3 separate regions of the Mus musculus genome follow, and all the other regions are linked to region 1. A link is a contact called in public HiChIP or PLAC-seq and Micro-C data. All regions are on one chromosome and are shown on one strand. Each heading gives the region's core, a stretch centred on a gene start, on an enhancer-like site or on the middle of the called end of the contact. The rest is flanking DNA. Distances are from core to core; before and after follow the strand shown.

Region 1 (4,570 bases), core at 199-2,698:
TGGTCCTCTCAGCACAGAACTGCACATTTTCTTTTGGGACTCAGAAGCCAAGAGAGAATCCATCAACATGGTCATCCTTATGTGATGTTCAATAGCATAAATGAGGTAGTCAAAGAATGGAAGAGGGAATGGCAAAAAAGTAATTTAATATGTGTTTGAGTTCATTTCAAGATCAGATATTAGGGCCATATGCTCTTGGTAGGATGCCACCACTGAGTCTTCCACTGTGGTCATCTTGCAGACCAACATTAACTGTCAGTTCAAGTGAACAGCCATCACAAAGTGTGCAGCCAGAGAAAATGACTCCCTGCCCCTGACTCTGGGGGACAAGGTACAGGTATGTTACACAGGACCCCTGGAGTGAGCTGTGGACCCCAGTGCAGCACTCACTGGAACACACTGGGCCCACAGGGAGGGCTCACTATAGCCCTGGATTTCAGAAGACCCTGTCACTCAGAAAGTCCAATTCCTGATTCACTAGGGGGAGCACTGTAATTTGTGGGGGCAGAGAGACAGCAGGAGGCTTCTGCATGTTTAGGTCTGACAGGAAACAGTGTAATCTCACAATAATCGATCTTTTAATGAGAACCCTGACTTATCTTGTGTAATTATCCAGGTTAGCAATGTAGACTGATACAAATGATAATAGGAGGGCAGGGAGAAACAGGATCACTCCAGTGCAGACAAAAACTGACTAGAAACAAAATAACGCCTTCAAAAAAAAAAAATAAAGAAAGAAAGAAAAAAGAAAGAAGAAAAAGAAAAGAGAAAAAAGAAAAAGAAATTCCAGTATTTATATTCCTCCAGGGTAGCCCATAAGGGCTCATGTGACCATTCACCACTGTAGGAATAGAAAGAATTGTGTTACAGACAGGGAGGGATCTGGGAGAATGTATTCTTTGAAAATTCTAGAAACTGGGGCAACCAGCCTAGTGTTGGGGAGTCCATGTCTCCCATCAGGTAAAGGCGACTTCAGGTCCTGAGGTGTAAGGGCTGACACACTCAGCAGGACAGGAGTCCATGTCCACAGACAGTGGGTGTGGGCAGAGAATCCAGACTAGGAGAGGCCATGGCTGACAGAGGCTATAGGGGAACTGAAGGGAGCAGCTGTTGTCACCTCAGGGAAATTCTCTCCTTCCCTCCTGAGACAGCCTGGGCACTGTCCAGGGAGAAGGCTGAGCCCTGGAAGAGTCAGTGCAGTCACTGTGACAAGGGATCAAGAGACCCAGGGACACACTCTCCCTTCTGGGACAGGGGCATCACCCCAGCTGAGGGTTTCTTCTTCCCCAGGACTGAGCCCCAGCCCGAGGGCAGAGGGAGGAGCTGCCCGCGGCCCCTGCACCTGTGCGCAGCAGCGTCTCCTTCCCGAGCTGCAGGTATCTGCGGAGCGACTCCACGCACTCGCCCTCTAGGTAGGCCTTGTAATGCTCTGCAGCACCAGCCTGCTCCCACTTGCGTCGGGTGATCAGCGCTGCCAGGTCCGCCGCCGTCCACGTGTTCAAGTCTTCGTTCAGGGCGATGTAATCTCGGCCATCATAAGCGAACTGTAGGTATCCGCGGAGGAGGCGCCCGTCCGACCCCACGTCACAGCCGAACAACAGCTGGAACGTGTGAAGGCCTGCGGGATCCCAAGGTCAGCGCCGCTCACCCGCACCGCCCCCGCTCGCCCTGGCCTAGTCCACCAGCGGACTCCTCCAAAGTGAAAGGGAAACCGGTCCTGGGTCGGTTCTGCTCCCGAACCTAGACTTGGGATTGGAGATCTCCGGCCCCTGTCTAGGGACATTTCGAGCTCGTGACCTCCCACCCAGGGTCACTCACCGCCTTCACTCTGGTTGTAGTAGCGCTGCGCGGTCCTCAGGCTCCCTCGGAAACTCTGCTCATTGCGCTTGGCGATCTGTGTCTCCCGCTCCCAATACTCCCGCCCCTCGTGCTCCATCCATGGAGCCCGCGGCTCATACCTCGGATTCTCCGCGTCGCCGTCGAAGCGCACGAACTGCGTGTCGTCCACGTAGCCGACAGAGATGAATCGGGGTTCCCGGAGGCCAGGGCGGGACAAGGCGGTCTCGAAATACCGCATCGAGTGTGAGCCTGGGGGCGGCGCGCGGTGAGACCCGGACCTCCTCACGGGACTCCGGCCCACTGCGCGGGCCGGGAGGGGAGCAGGGCGCCGGGCTCCGGATGCGGGTGTAGAAGGGCGGAGGGTCTTGTGAGCGACGGGGGGACGCGGATTCCACAGTGCCGTCCCCGCCCCTCCACGCAGAGGCCGTTTCCCTCCCGACCCCGCACTCACCCGCGCGGGTCTCGATCAGGGTCAGGGCGGCCGCCAGCAGCAGGAGCAGCATTCGCTGCGCCATTGTCCCATCTGGGATACAGGGCATTTGAGGCCCTCGGGCTGCTTGGACTTTATAACCAGCGCCCGCGGAGGAGCTGTTGGTTCCTTCCCCAGGATCCTGCCACCCAATGGAGATGAGACCTGCCAGATAATTCCTGCTACCTCCGGGTCCAGAGAGGGCATCAGATCCCCAGGAGCTATAAAGTGGTGCTGCTCCAGGGCAAGGGAGGGGCAGGAGCTGAGCTGCAGGAGAGGGTGGTGTCTGCAGGGAGCAGAGTGAGGCCCTTGTGCACCTGTGTCTTAGTGAGGGTTTCCATTGCTGTGATAAGACCCCATGACCAAAAGCAACTTGAGGAAGAAAGGGTTTCTTTCAGTTTACACTTCCACATCTCAGTCTATCATTGAAGAGATTCATGGCAGGACCTTGAGAGAGGATTCTAAGTAGGAACTGAAGCAGAGACCATGAGGATCAGTGCTAATAGCTTTGTAGTTTATGGCTTGCTCAGTCTTCTGTCTTATACAATTCGTGATCACCACCCAAGACCAACTCCAGTGGGCTGAGCCTTTCCATACTGATCATTCATAATAATTTAAAAATGCCTTATAGACTTTCCCAAAAGCGTCCTGGATGGAAGCAATTTCTCAATTCAGGATCCTCTTCTTATATATGTCTCAGTTTGTGTGGAGTTAACAAATGCAAACAGCACAGCACCCTGGTGCAGGGTCACTCAGTGAGAGATGAGGGAGGAGGATGTGTGAGTTCCTCCCCCTGAGCTGAGCCAGGGACCTGCCCTGTGGACAGAGGCCCCCTGGAAAAACAATTGGAATGCAAGGAATGGGAGCACAGTGGGTTCCAACTCCATTCCTGCCCCTCAGTCCTGAGGACCTGTCTCTTCCTGCCTGTGCTTGACAAGATTGATATAACCTCCGGAGGGACTGATAAAGTCAGGGCATGGGAGGAGATGGGGAGGAAAAGAGGGACCTTTTCTTACCTCAGAGCAGGGTAATCAGATTTTGGGGAGACTGAGGATAGGTAGGTAGGTATGTATGTAGTTAGTTAGGTAGGTAGTTTATAGATAAACAGACAGACAGATAGATATAAAAGGCGGGGTGTGAACATCTTTGGGGACCCAAGAAAGCTGGATGCTGTCTAGGTTCAAAAAAAGCATGCTGTTCCCTCACTGTCCAGGCTCTGCAGGGCCATCTGCAGCTGGGGCATGCAGATGCATTCTTGGGGCATTTGGGGCAGGTGCTTTGAAGCTGTCTGGCATGCAGAGTTTGAGGAAACACCTGGAGCTAGCATTTTACTGAAGCATATCTGTATATATAAGGTTCAGAGGATAATGTTTAGGGGGTTAGAATAAATTGTTTTCCTTAGCTGAACATTCTAAACTTTTAGACCTATTAGTTGGGGGTGGGGCATCCCAAGACCACAGAAAAGGAGAAGATAACCCCACCCTTAGGACTAAGCTGAATAGGCAGGAGATGAAACACGCTGTTGATTGACAGTTCTTATCTGGAGTCCTTTTGATCATGAGAGGTGGATTCAAGTAGTTTCTTTGAACCTTAAAAGAATTTTTTAAGTTTACAAAATGAGATAAATTTTAGACATGTAAACATACCACTGTGTAATGTGTACTGAACTTGTCATTGTAGAAAAGGCAGCAGATTCCTGCCTTTGAGTCATAGTAAAAGCTTGGGGACCCTGAAAAAGGGGTTTGAGGTAAAAGCATGAATAGGGCATACACAGATTGGATAGCTCAATGAGAAGCCCTTTTAAGTCTATACTTAGAGACAACCATAGGAAATTCATAATCTTGAGCTTGTGATCACTGATTATCATAGCTAGATCAATAACTCATAAGAATGCCAGTGATTAATGTTAAAACTCTGAACTCTTTAGATCTTAATATAACAATAGCATAGAGAGGGAAGAAATCTAAAACATTTTTCATTTTTATATACACTGTAAATCACTTTAAAAAAAAGATTTATTTATTTATTATATTTAAGTACACTGTAGCTGTCTTCAGACACTCCAGAAGAGGGCATCAGTTTTCATTAGGGATGGTTGTGAGCCACCATGTGGTTGCTGGGATTTGAACTCAGGACATTCAGAAAAGCAGTCGGTGGTCTTAACCACTGACCTATCTTGCCAGCCCCCTGTAAGTCACTTTCTTAAACCTTTACATTTTATACACCTTAAAACTTTAAAAACATCCTTTTGACCTTTATAAA
Region 2 (4,636 bases), core at 1,110-3,609, 270 kb before region 1:
CCACAGGCTTTATAGGAAGCAGAGAAAAGGAAACAAAAACCATCCATTATTCCAGAACTCAAGTTCTGTCGCTGGTCAGGTGGTCAGTCACATTTCTGAGATCTGAGACATCCATGCCTGTCCACTTTCTGAAGCTCAGAGAACTGAGTTAGTGTTTGTTGGAATCTTCTCCTGCAGTGTCATCTCATCTGTGTTGGGGAGGGGTTAGCTCACAACAAACCATTAGCAGTAGGTATGTGCCAAGCTGTTAGCAACACATACCTGGATTGCTTTTTAAAATGTGGAGTGTTTTGTTTTGACTTTATCCATTCTACTCGCTCCCCATCAGTAGGAAATAAAATCTACTTAAATTGCCTATTATTATTATTATTATTGTTATTATTATTTTGGTTTTTTGAGACAGGGTCTCTCTGTATAGCCCTGGCTGTCCTGGAACTCACTCTGTAGACCAGGCTGGCCTCGAACTCAGAAATCTGCCTGCCTCTGCCTCCCAAGTGTTGGTTAAAGGCATGTGCCACCACTGCCCGGCTTTTTTTTTTTAAGATTTATTTATTTTATGTAAGCACACTGTAGCTCTCTTCAGACACTCCAAAAGAGGGCATCAGATCTCCTTACTGATGGCTGTGAGTCACCATGTGATTGCTGGGATTTGAACTCAGGACCTTCGGAAGAATAGTTGGTTGAGCCATCTCTCCAGTTTGCCTCTCATTATTTTTGATTGTACATAAATTACACATTTCAGTCAAGTGTGATAGTACATGTCTATAATCCCCACACTTGGGAAGTAGGAACAACAGGATCAAGAGTCTAAGGTTGCTGGGCGGTGGTGTCGCTCACCTTTAATCCCAGCGCTTGGGAGGCAGAGGCAGAAGGATTTCTGAATTCGAGGCCAGCCTGGTCTACAGAGTGAGTTCCAGGACAGCCAGGGCTATACAGAGAGACCCTGTCTCAAAAAAACAAAACAAAAAACAAACAAACAAAAAGAGTTCAAGGTTGCGGGGGTGGGGGGTGGGGGGTAGGGAGGATACTGGGGTGGGGAGGTGCCCTCTCAGAGGAGAAGGGGAATAGGGGGAGAAACTCTTTCAGGGGGGACCAGGAGGGGGCAGCTTTGAGGATGTAAGTAATTAAGTGCGTAAGTAAATAAATAAATAAATAAGAGTTCAAAGTTATCTTTAGCTATGTAGTACATACAAGGCCAGCTAATTGTACATGAGTCCCGTGTTTTTTTGTTTTTTGTTTTTGTTTTTTAAATGGTGAACTGGAGAGCTGGCTTCTCAATTAAGAACACTTAGGTTTAACTCCCAGCACTCACGTGATGTCTCAAAAACACCCCTAACTACATTTTCAGGAGATCCAATGCCCTCCTCCAGATTCTGAGTGGTATACATACTTGCAAGTAAAATGCCTACACACACACACACACACACACACACACACACACACACACACCCAATAGAGGGGCTGGAGAGATGATTCAGTGGTTAAGAGCACTTGCTGCTCTCAGAAGACTGGTGTTTGGTTCCCAGCACCTATATCAGGCAGGTCCCAACCACCAGTAACTCCAAGTTCAGAGAGACACAATATCTCTGACCTAAAAGGGCACACACACACACACACACACACACACCACACACACACACACACATACTGTGCAGATAAATTCATGCAGGCAAACCCACATGCACATTAAATAAATAAATATTAAAATCTTATGATACCCAAACTCCCACCTAAATGTATTTATTATGTACCTTTAGTTTTTGTTGTTTTAATTTTTAATATTTTAAGTTAGGCCGGGCGTGGTGGTGCACGCCTTTAATCCCAGCACTCGGGAGGCAGAGGCAGGCAGATTTCCGAGTTCGAGGCCAGCCTGGTCTACAAAGTGAGTTCCAAGACAGAGAAACCCTGTCTCGAAAAACCAAAAAAAAAAAATTTATTTTTAAAAAAATTAGGTGTATGTGTGTTTGTGTATGAGCACGTGCACACAAGTGCAGGTGTCAGAAGAGACCAGAGGTGGTAGATCCTCCTGGATCTGGAGATATACGTGGTTGTTGGTGAGGGATGTGGGTGCACCGAATCGAACTCGACTTCGCTGAGCCGTCTCTCCAGCCCTTTGTTATATATCTTGTTTTCCTAACCCTGATTTGTACGTCTTTTATTTATCCCAGCTGTGGGAACTAGTTAGTCATCACTGACAGCTTGTATTGATAGAGAACTGCACCCGCGCACAGATCATTAGGGGGCGACGGAGAGCTTGGACGAGGCTGTGCATGAAAGCCTCTTGCACTTAGCGTCGGGAAAGAGGCTGCGCGATTTGAACCCGCCCAGCCACCGTCGATCCCTGGCCGGAAGAGCGCGACTCTTTCCGGGTTTCGCGGTCTGTGGAATTGGAGTCTCTACGGCAGCCGGAGCGAGGCGGTAGTACCGCAGGCTCTGTCCCCGCCGCAGTCCTGGCCGTTCCGCGGTTGCGCGCCCGGAGCAGGACGCGTCGCCATGGCGACGCCGGCGGGGCTGGAGCGGTGGGTGCAGGAGGAGCTGCACTCGGTGCTGGGGCTGAGCGAGCGGCACGTCGCGCAGTTCCTGATCGGCACCGCACAGCGCTGCGCCTCCGCCGAGGAGTTCGTGCAGCGCCTGCGGGACACCGACACCCTGGACCTCGGGGGGCCGGCGCGGGACTTCGCCCTGAAGCTCTGGAGCAAGGTGTGTGCCGCCGGGGCAGGCCACTCACAGCCGAATTGGCTCGTACGCAGTGTGGCTGTCTATTCTGTGATAGCCTGCAACTTTCAATATAGTACACAGGCTGGCTTAGAACTTGCAGCGAGCCTCCCTGGTAGTGGGGTGACAGAGAGACCTTTCATTCTTGGTTCCGCCCACCATTTAATTTTTTTCCTCTGTTATCTAGATATCATGCTAGGTGTTGGGTGTATACAGGTCTGTGGAGAAGACTCGAGATGGGGCTCTACATACATGTTTAAGCTAGAGCCATTGTTAGTTACAGCACATACCCCAGGCCTAAGGATGTAGCTCAGTTGGTAGAATGTTTGTCTAGCATACAGTAAGCCTTGGATTCAATCCCCAGCCCTGGGAAAGAGTCACTGAGAACAGAGCTAGGAGAATTAGCATTTAGGAAATAGGATCGAGGCTGGGGAGGGATGGCTTAGCAGTTAAGACCCCTTGTGCATCTGGAAGACTTGAGTTCAGTTCTCAGCAACCAGGCCTAGTGGCACACAACCATCTGTAATTCCAGCTCCAAGGAGATCGGAGGGCTTCTGGCCTTTGCCAGGTACCCCATACACATAAATAAATGAAAAATAAATCATGAAAAGAAAATGGGTTTTAGAACATAAACTACTTAAGCTCAGAACCAATACTTTAAAAAAAAAATTCTATCGTGGGGCAAGAAGAGATGGCTCAGGGATTAAGACCACTTGCTGTTCCTCTAGAGGAACCAGGTTCAATTTCTAGAACCCACGTGGCAACTCACAACTGTAACTCCAGTTCTATGAGATTCAGCACCCTCACACACAGCTCACGTTGCAGGCAGAACACCAGTGCACATAAAAATAAAAGTAAGTCATTAAAGTTAGGAAGAAGTTTTAGTTCGTGCATATGCCCGTGTGAGGCTGTGAGCGTACAACCTGTGAGAGCTGGTTCTTTGCCTCCACCACGGGATGGCTTTCAGTAATCATTTGCTCAGTGGATTCCTAGAAGGACGTTCAGAAGCTGCGGAGCCCTGTTGAGCTATGACCGTAGAACAAGACCACGAAGAAGAGAAAGATGGAGACAGGCTTTAGATATAGTAACCGGTTCGTAGGCAAATGAGGGTACTGAGGTCAGGAGCTGTCATATCTACCGGCAGGTGCCACGGAAGGCTGTGGTGGAAAAGCCAGCTCGGGCAGCTGAGCGAGAGGCCCGAGCCCTGCTAGAGAAAAACCGTTCTTATAAGTTGTTGGAAGACAGCGAGAGCGGCGAGGAGGCAGTGGGTAGTAACGGGAGCAGCCTCCAGAAGAAGCGGAAGAGACGGAAACACCTCAGGAAGAAACACCAGGAGGACGAGGAGGACGAGGAGGAAGAGGTTTCCGAGTCAGGGAAGAGGAAGGCAGGGTAAGTCAGAAGGAAGGAGAGGGATTGGAGCAGGCTGTCGGCTGTGGGGATGCTAAGCTTTCTCAGTACCCCCGTTTGATACACTGGGCTGGGTTTGCTGGGTTCAGGGGGAGTAAATCACCCACGGAGGAGAAGCCAGCCTCAGAGGATGAATGGGAAAGGACGGAGCGTGAGCGTCTCCAGGACTTGGAAGAACGGGATGCCTTTGCAGAGCGGGTTCGGCAACGGGACAAGGACCGGACCCGGAATGTCCTGGAACGGTCAGATAAGAAGGTGAGCTGAAGAGAGTCAGTCAGGCAAGTCTGGATTTGGCTGCAGAGTTGTCTCTGGGAAGACAAGAGTTGTCACTAGGGTTCCCCGTGGGCTCACTGGCTATGGTTCTCCCTGTCTGGTTGAGATCGACAGAGGTTCTCCACCGAGGAGGGGCAGCGAAGGACATTAGTCATCCTGACAGCAATGGTACCTTTGGCCTCACATCCCTTTACATGATTTCTTCTAGGCCTATGAAGAGGCTCAGAAGCGCCTCAAGATG
Region 3 (4,522 bases), core at 1,738-4,237, 310 kb before region 1:
TCTGCACGTTGAGCATCTGCTCATCCACCTCCTTCATGGACATCCGTCCACGGAAGACGGCGGCAACTGTGAGGTACCGGCCGTGGCGCGGGTCGCAGGCGGCCATCATGTTCTTGGCATCGAAGACCTGCTGGGTAAGTTCAGGCACAGTGAGGGCCCGGTACTGCTGGCTTCCACGGCTGGTGAGAGGGGCAAAGCCAGGCATGAAGAAGTGGAGACGTGGGAATGGCACCATGTTGACAGCCAGCTTTCGAAGGTCAGCATTAAGCTGGCCCGGGAAACGGAGGCAGGTGGTGACGCCGCTCATGGTGGCCGAGACGAGATGGTTCAGGTCTCCGTAGGTTGGCGTGGTGAGCTTGAGGGTACGGAAGCAGATGTCGTAGAGGGCCTCGTTGTCGATGCAGTAGGTCTCATCCGTGTTCTCAACCAACTGATGGACAGACAGGGTGGCATTGTAGGGCTCGACCACGGTATCAGACACTTTGGGCGAGGGCACCACACTGAAGGTATTCATGATACGGTCAGGATATTCTTCCCGGATCTTGCTGATGAGCAGGGTGCCCATGCCAGAGCCAGTGCCTCCACCCAGTGAGTGGGTCAGCTGAAAGCCTTGCAGGCAATCACAGCTCTCCGCCTCCTTCCGCACCACATCCAAGACAGAGTCAACCAACTCAGCTCCCTCTGTGTAGTGGCCTTTAGCCCAGTTGTTGCCTGCCCCAGACTGACCTGGAATGCAGTAAGGGAAAAGGTTTAATCACTAAGATATGAGAGAAACACAAATACTTCTTAATCTTTCAACGACTGGAATAATTCAGTTGAGCAAATAGAAATCGATTCCACCTAACTCACCGAAAACGAAGTTGTCTGGTCTGAAGATCTGGCCAAAAGGACCTGAGCGAACGGAGTCCATAGTCCCAGGTTCTAGATCCACCAAGATAGCTCGAGGGACATACTTGCCACCTGCAGGAATTCAAGTCAATGTTTGACGGATCAGCAATGCATTACCTCTGGGTGGGAGATCAGCCACAAAGCACTAAAGTTGTCATTCCAGGCACTACCACCTGGTGGCAGTAGAGCTAATCTTTAGTCCCTTAGGGTGTGAGTCTAGGGAAAAAAAAATGGGAACCATGCAGAGGGGTAATAGATACTTAGAAGTGTGGAAAAACAGGGCGTGGTGATGCTCTCCTTAAACCCAGCACTTGAGAGGTAGACGATCTATGGGAGTTCCAGGGCAGCCAGTGATGCATTCATCTGGGCTCACTGTCCAATACAGGGGACAGGGAATAAATGTTAAGTGGGGATTTCTGCCCTCACCTGTGGCTTCATTATAGTACACAGAGATTCGGTCCAGCTGCAGGTCGCTGTCACCGTGGTAGGTACCGGTGGGGTCGATGCCATGTTCATCGCTTATCACCTCCCAGAACTGCACAGGGAAGAGCAACGAGGCCTCAATGTCTCAAGTCCTAAGGCATGCCTCCCGCCCCTCATTTCAATTCCAGACACGCTGAAACGAGGCTGAGGTGAAGACACTGCAATTCCGTTATCTGCTTGCGGAAGTCCCATGGAGGAACCTACGCGATGGAAGGCTAAAACCTTTCGGCATAGGACCGGTGATGGGTGGGTCAGGCGCTATAAACCTCTATGTGGGCGGATTGGAGCCCACCTATTTGGCTTTGCACCCAGGTTGGCTCCTGAAGCCAGGAACCGCCCTTCCAGGCCAGCACAAAAGAGTTGGGGGAGAAAGGTGCGGCCACTGCAGTCGCCCACCCCTTACGTGCTCCACGTGACTGCGGTGGCGGGCCGCTCCTCCAGCAAACCACAAAGGCGGGAGCAGCGCGGGCGGGGCCTAGCTCGAGGGGCGGGGCCAGTGCGCCCCCGCGGGTAGGGGCCGCATTGTCCCTGCGCGCCAGGGGCTCCAACCCCGCCCCCAAAGGGTCCCACCCTTCGGCTACAATTTAGCGGCCGCACTTCCTCCCTCCCCTCCCCCGCTACATTGTTAATTGCTAGCAAAAAAGGGGGAAAAATCTTTAAAAAGCCCCATTGCCTATCTTTATTCCCTTCCTTCCCTCTCCTTAGTCTCCCAGACAGTCTCACATATTTGAAAAGCTCACTTTCATACCGCTCACACCCTAAAGGGCAATGAAAAGTAAAAGTAGGCCCCTATACAGAGTCATTACCTAAAAAAAGCATTGGGATGGCGGGTTCGATGGAGTGTCCAAGCCTTTGTTGAGAGGTAATGCGCACCGGGCACCTCTGCAGCTGCCCGCCAAACCTCGCCCCTTCCCCCCTCCATTCTGTTCCAGTAGAGCCCTCCAGGCTGGGTGGGGGTGGCGCAAGGGGAAAACCTCGCCTCGGCTTTGTCTCGGATCGTTTCCGCATCCCTCCAGTCCTCGAACCGTTAGAAAACCCCTTTTAAGACCAGCTCTTCACAGTCCCTCAGCCTCTCCTTTTCCCTAAACTCGAAAGGCTCTTTTATTAGCTTTCCGAAAATGTGCCAAGAAAAACATTTCCTCATTTTTCAATATCAGAACGCTAGCTACAAATATGGGTTATATTTATACGTGAAAAACTTTGAGGGGCCAAATCTGACGGGTGGAGAATGCAAGAACTCCGTGAACAATGCTCACAATTAACACAGAATTCTCATCTTTACATATTTCAGCTAAAATTTTAAAGTCCTTACCTTAGCACCGATCTGGTTGCCACACTGTCCGGCCTGGATGTGCACGATTTCCCTCATGGCTACGGTTTACTGAAATAATTGTTTTTGATGGTTCCAATGTAGGTACCGAACAAGAAAGAAAATTAAGGTTTTTGGGGTTTTTTTCTTCTGGGCCGGTCTCAGACTGAAAGGATGGACCGGAGCCCGGGAGGCTGCAGCAGCGAGATGCAAGCACGACCGCAGGAAGGTTCTAAGAGGCAGAAGAGGCCGGCGAGCGCAGGAGGGAAGGCGCGCAGGGCGGGGCTCGCGTTCGCGCGGCCGGGGGCGGGAGATAGGCGGGCGCCCCGGGTCTTAGACAAAGCCTACCCAACCAGTCGCTGATTAGACCAACCGATCACGTGCCAGGCGGCCATTGGTTTCTGAGCCAGTGGCGAGCGCAGTCTTTTTTGGGAGTTGTAGTTCTCTATTGTTGTCCACGCTGCAAAAAGAAGTTAGGAATGGGTGGGTACTGTATGAGGAATTGGGGTTATCTTGTGTGTGTGTGATTTTATTTTTTCATGAAAAATGTCCTCACACGAGATTCCTATTTTCTATTCTGAGAGAGGATTTTGTACTAAAAGAGGTTTGGAGAAATGTAGTAATTAGGAGATCTGAGGTGCCAGAGTTGGAAGGTGTGTTGGACACGCCCTGCCAGCTGCCCACCGCAGTAGGTCTAGAAAAGCCAGACTGCATAGCTCAGCGGAAAATCCTGAGAACTATGTTGTCCTTCCCTGATACACAGTATCTAGTTCTTTGTGATCCCAAGACAGGAATTTCAGTAAGGCACAGCTCCCTCGCATCCCTCCAGAAGAAAGAATTACCCTTCTGTTTCCAAGGGAGTTGTCTCAAGGATTTTCAAAAGAGAAACAAAATTGCAAAGATCGTGGTGAAAACTGCATGGAGCTGATGTCCCAAAAGAATGAAGGTGTACTGGCTGGTTTTATGTGTCAACTTGACACAGACTGGAGTTATCACCGAGAAAGGAGCTTCAGTTGGGGAAATGCCTCCATGAGATCCAACTGTAAGGCATTTTCTCAATTAGTGATCAAGGGGGAAGGGCCCATTGTGGGTGGGGCCATCTCTGGGCTGGTAGTCTTGGTTCTATAAGAGAGCAAGCTGAGCAAACCAGTAAAGAACATCCCTCCATGGCCTCTGCATCAGCTCCTGCTTTCTGACCTGCTTGAGTTCCAGTCCTGACTTCATTCAGTGATGAATAGCAATGTGGAAGTGTGAGCTGAATAAACCCTTTCCTCCCCAACTTGCTTCTTGGTTGTGCAGGAATGGAAATCCTGCCTAAGACAGAAGGTGTATGTAAAATCTGCGTGGGATTTGGGCCTTTCAGACGACGCTGAAGACATTCTGGTCATCCTGTCAGGACAGGCTGTAGGGTGGACAGACTAAGAGAATGTCAGTCTTTAGACAGTGCCTCCCTCTCTCAGACACTTGCTTGAAGCAAGGGGATTTGTTTGTTTTTCCAGTTAAATGATTTTATTCATTAGGTGAGTCTGTGGCAATGTGCTGGAACTGAGCAGGAAGAAGGGAGTTGATTGAATGGGCTCAAGTTAGAGGCCTTAATGTTCTCTTTCCAGGGTTTCGAAAATTACTAAGTATCCTCAAAGCTTTAAAGGGATACAAAATGATTAATTAGAGCAAGAGTGGTTCACATGATTAGTCCCCGAATTCTGACTAGAAGGCAAGGGAAGTTCAAGGTCAACACCGGCTACCTAGAGGCTACCTAGACAGCTTGAGGTACAAGCTTTAGCTTCAGTCTCTAAATGAACAAATAGAAAGGAAAAATTAGATTGTGCCTGCCCAAACTCC

The links. A called contact is a pair of places that touch in the nucleus more often than the background predicts. HiChIP or PLAC-seq counts read pairs in DNA pulled down with a chosen protein or histone mark.
Region 2: an H3K27ac HiChIP or PLAC-seq map of microglia shows a contact between it and region 1, with 5 times the contacts expected there. The contact joins the promoter of Dhx16 here to the promoter of 2410017I17Rik in region 1. A contact is called at or near these places in 1 of 39 promoter capture datasets (pre-B cells) and 1 of 115 datasets of contacts at active chromatin or transcription factors (microglia).
Region 3: a Micro-C map of embryonic stem cells shows a contact between it and region 1, with 3 times the contacts expected there. The contact joins the promoter of Tubb5 here to the promoter of 2410017I17Rik in region 1. A contact is called at or near these places in 2 of 39 promoter capture datasets (embryonic stem cells and pre-B cells) and 1 of 484 Hi-C or Micro-C datasets (embryonic stem cells).

The regions. Positions count from the first base shown.
Region 1 is chr17:36,143,570-36,148,139 of GRCm38.p6, forward strand. It overlaps 2410017I17Rik (RIKEN cDNA 2410017I17 gene), which reads left to right and starts at 1,449. Exons shown (of 4, transcript NR_033517.1): 1 at 1,449-1,633. It overlaps Gm10499 (predicted gene 10499), which reads right to left and starts at 2,380. Exons shown (of 8, transcript NM_001370818.1): 1 at 2,291-2,380; 2 at 1,819-2,088; 3 at 1,343-1,618. The coding sequence starts at 2,354. It also overlaps a transcript of Gm8909 not described here.
Region 2 is chr17:35,877,419-35,882,054 of GRCm38.p6, forward strand. It overlaps Dhx16 (DEAH (Asp-Glu-Ala-His) box polypeptide 16), which reads left to right and starts at 2,360. Exons shown (of 20, transcript NM_026987.2): 1 at 2,360-2,700; 2 at 3,860-4,104; 3 at 4,212-4,377; 4 at 4,604-4,636. The coding sequence starts at 2,494.
Region 3 is chr17:35,835,314-35,839,835 of GRCm38.p6, forward strand. Tubb5 (tubulin, beta 5 class I) reads right to left here and starts at 2,988. Exons shown (of 4, transcript NM_011655.5): 1 at 2,684-2,988; 2 at 1,315-1,423; 3 at 850-960; 4 at 1-726. The coding sequence starts at 2,740.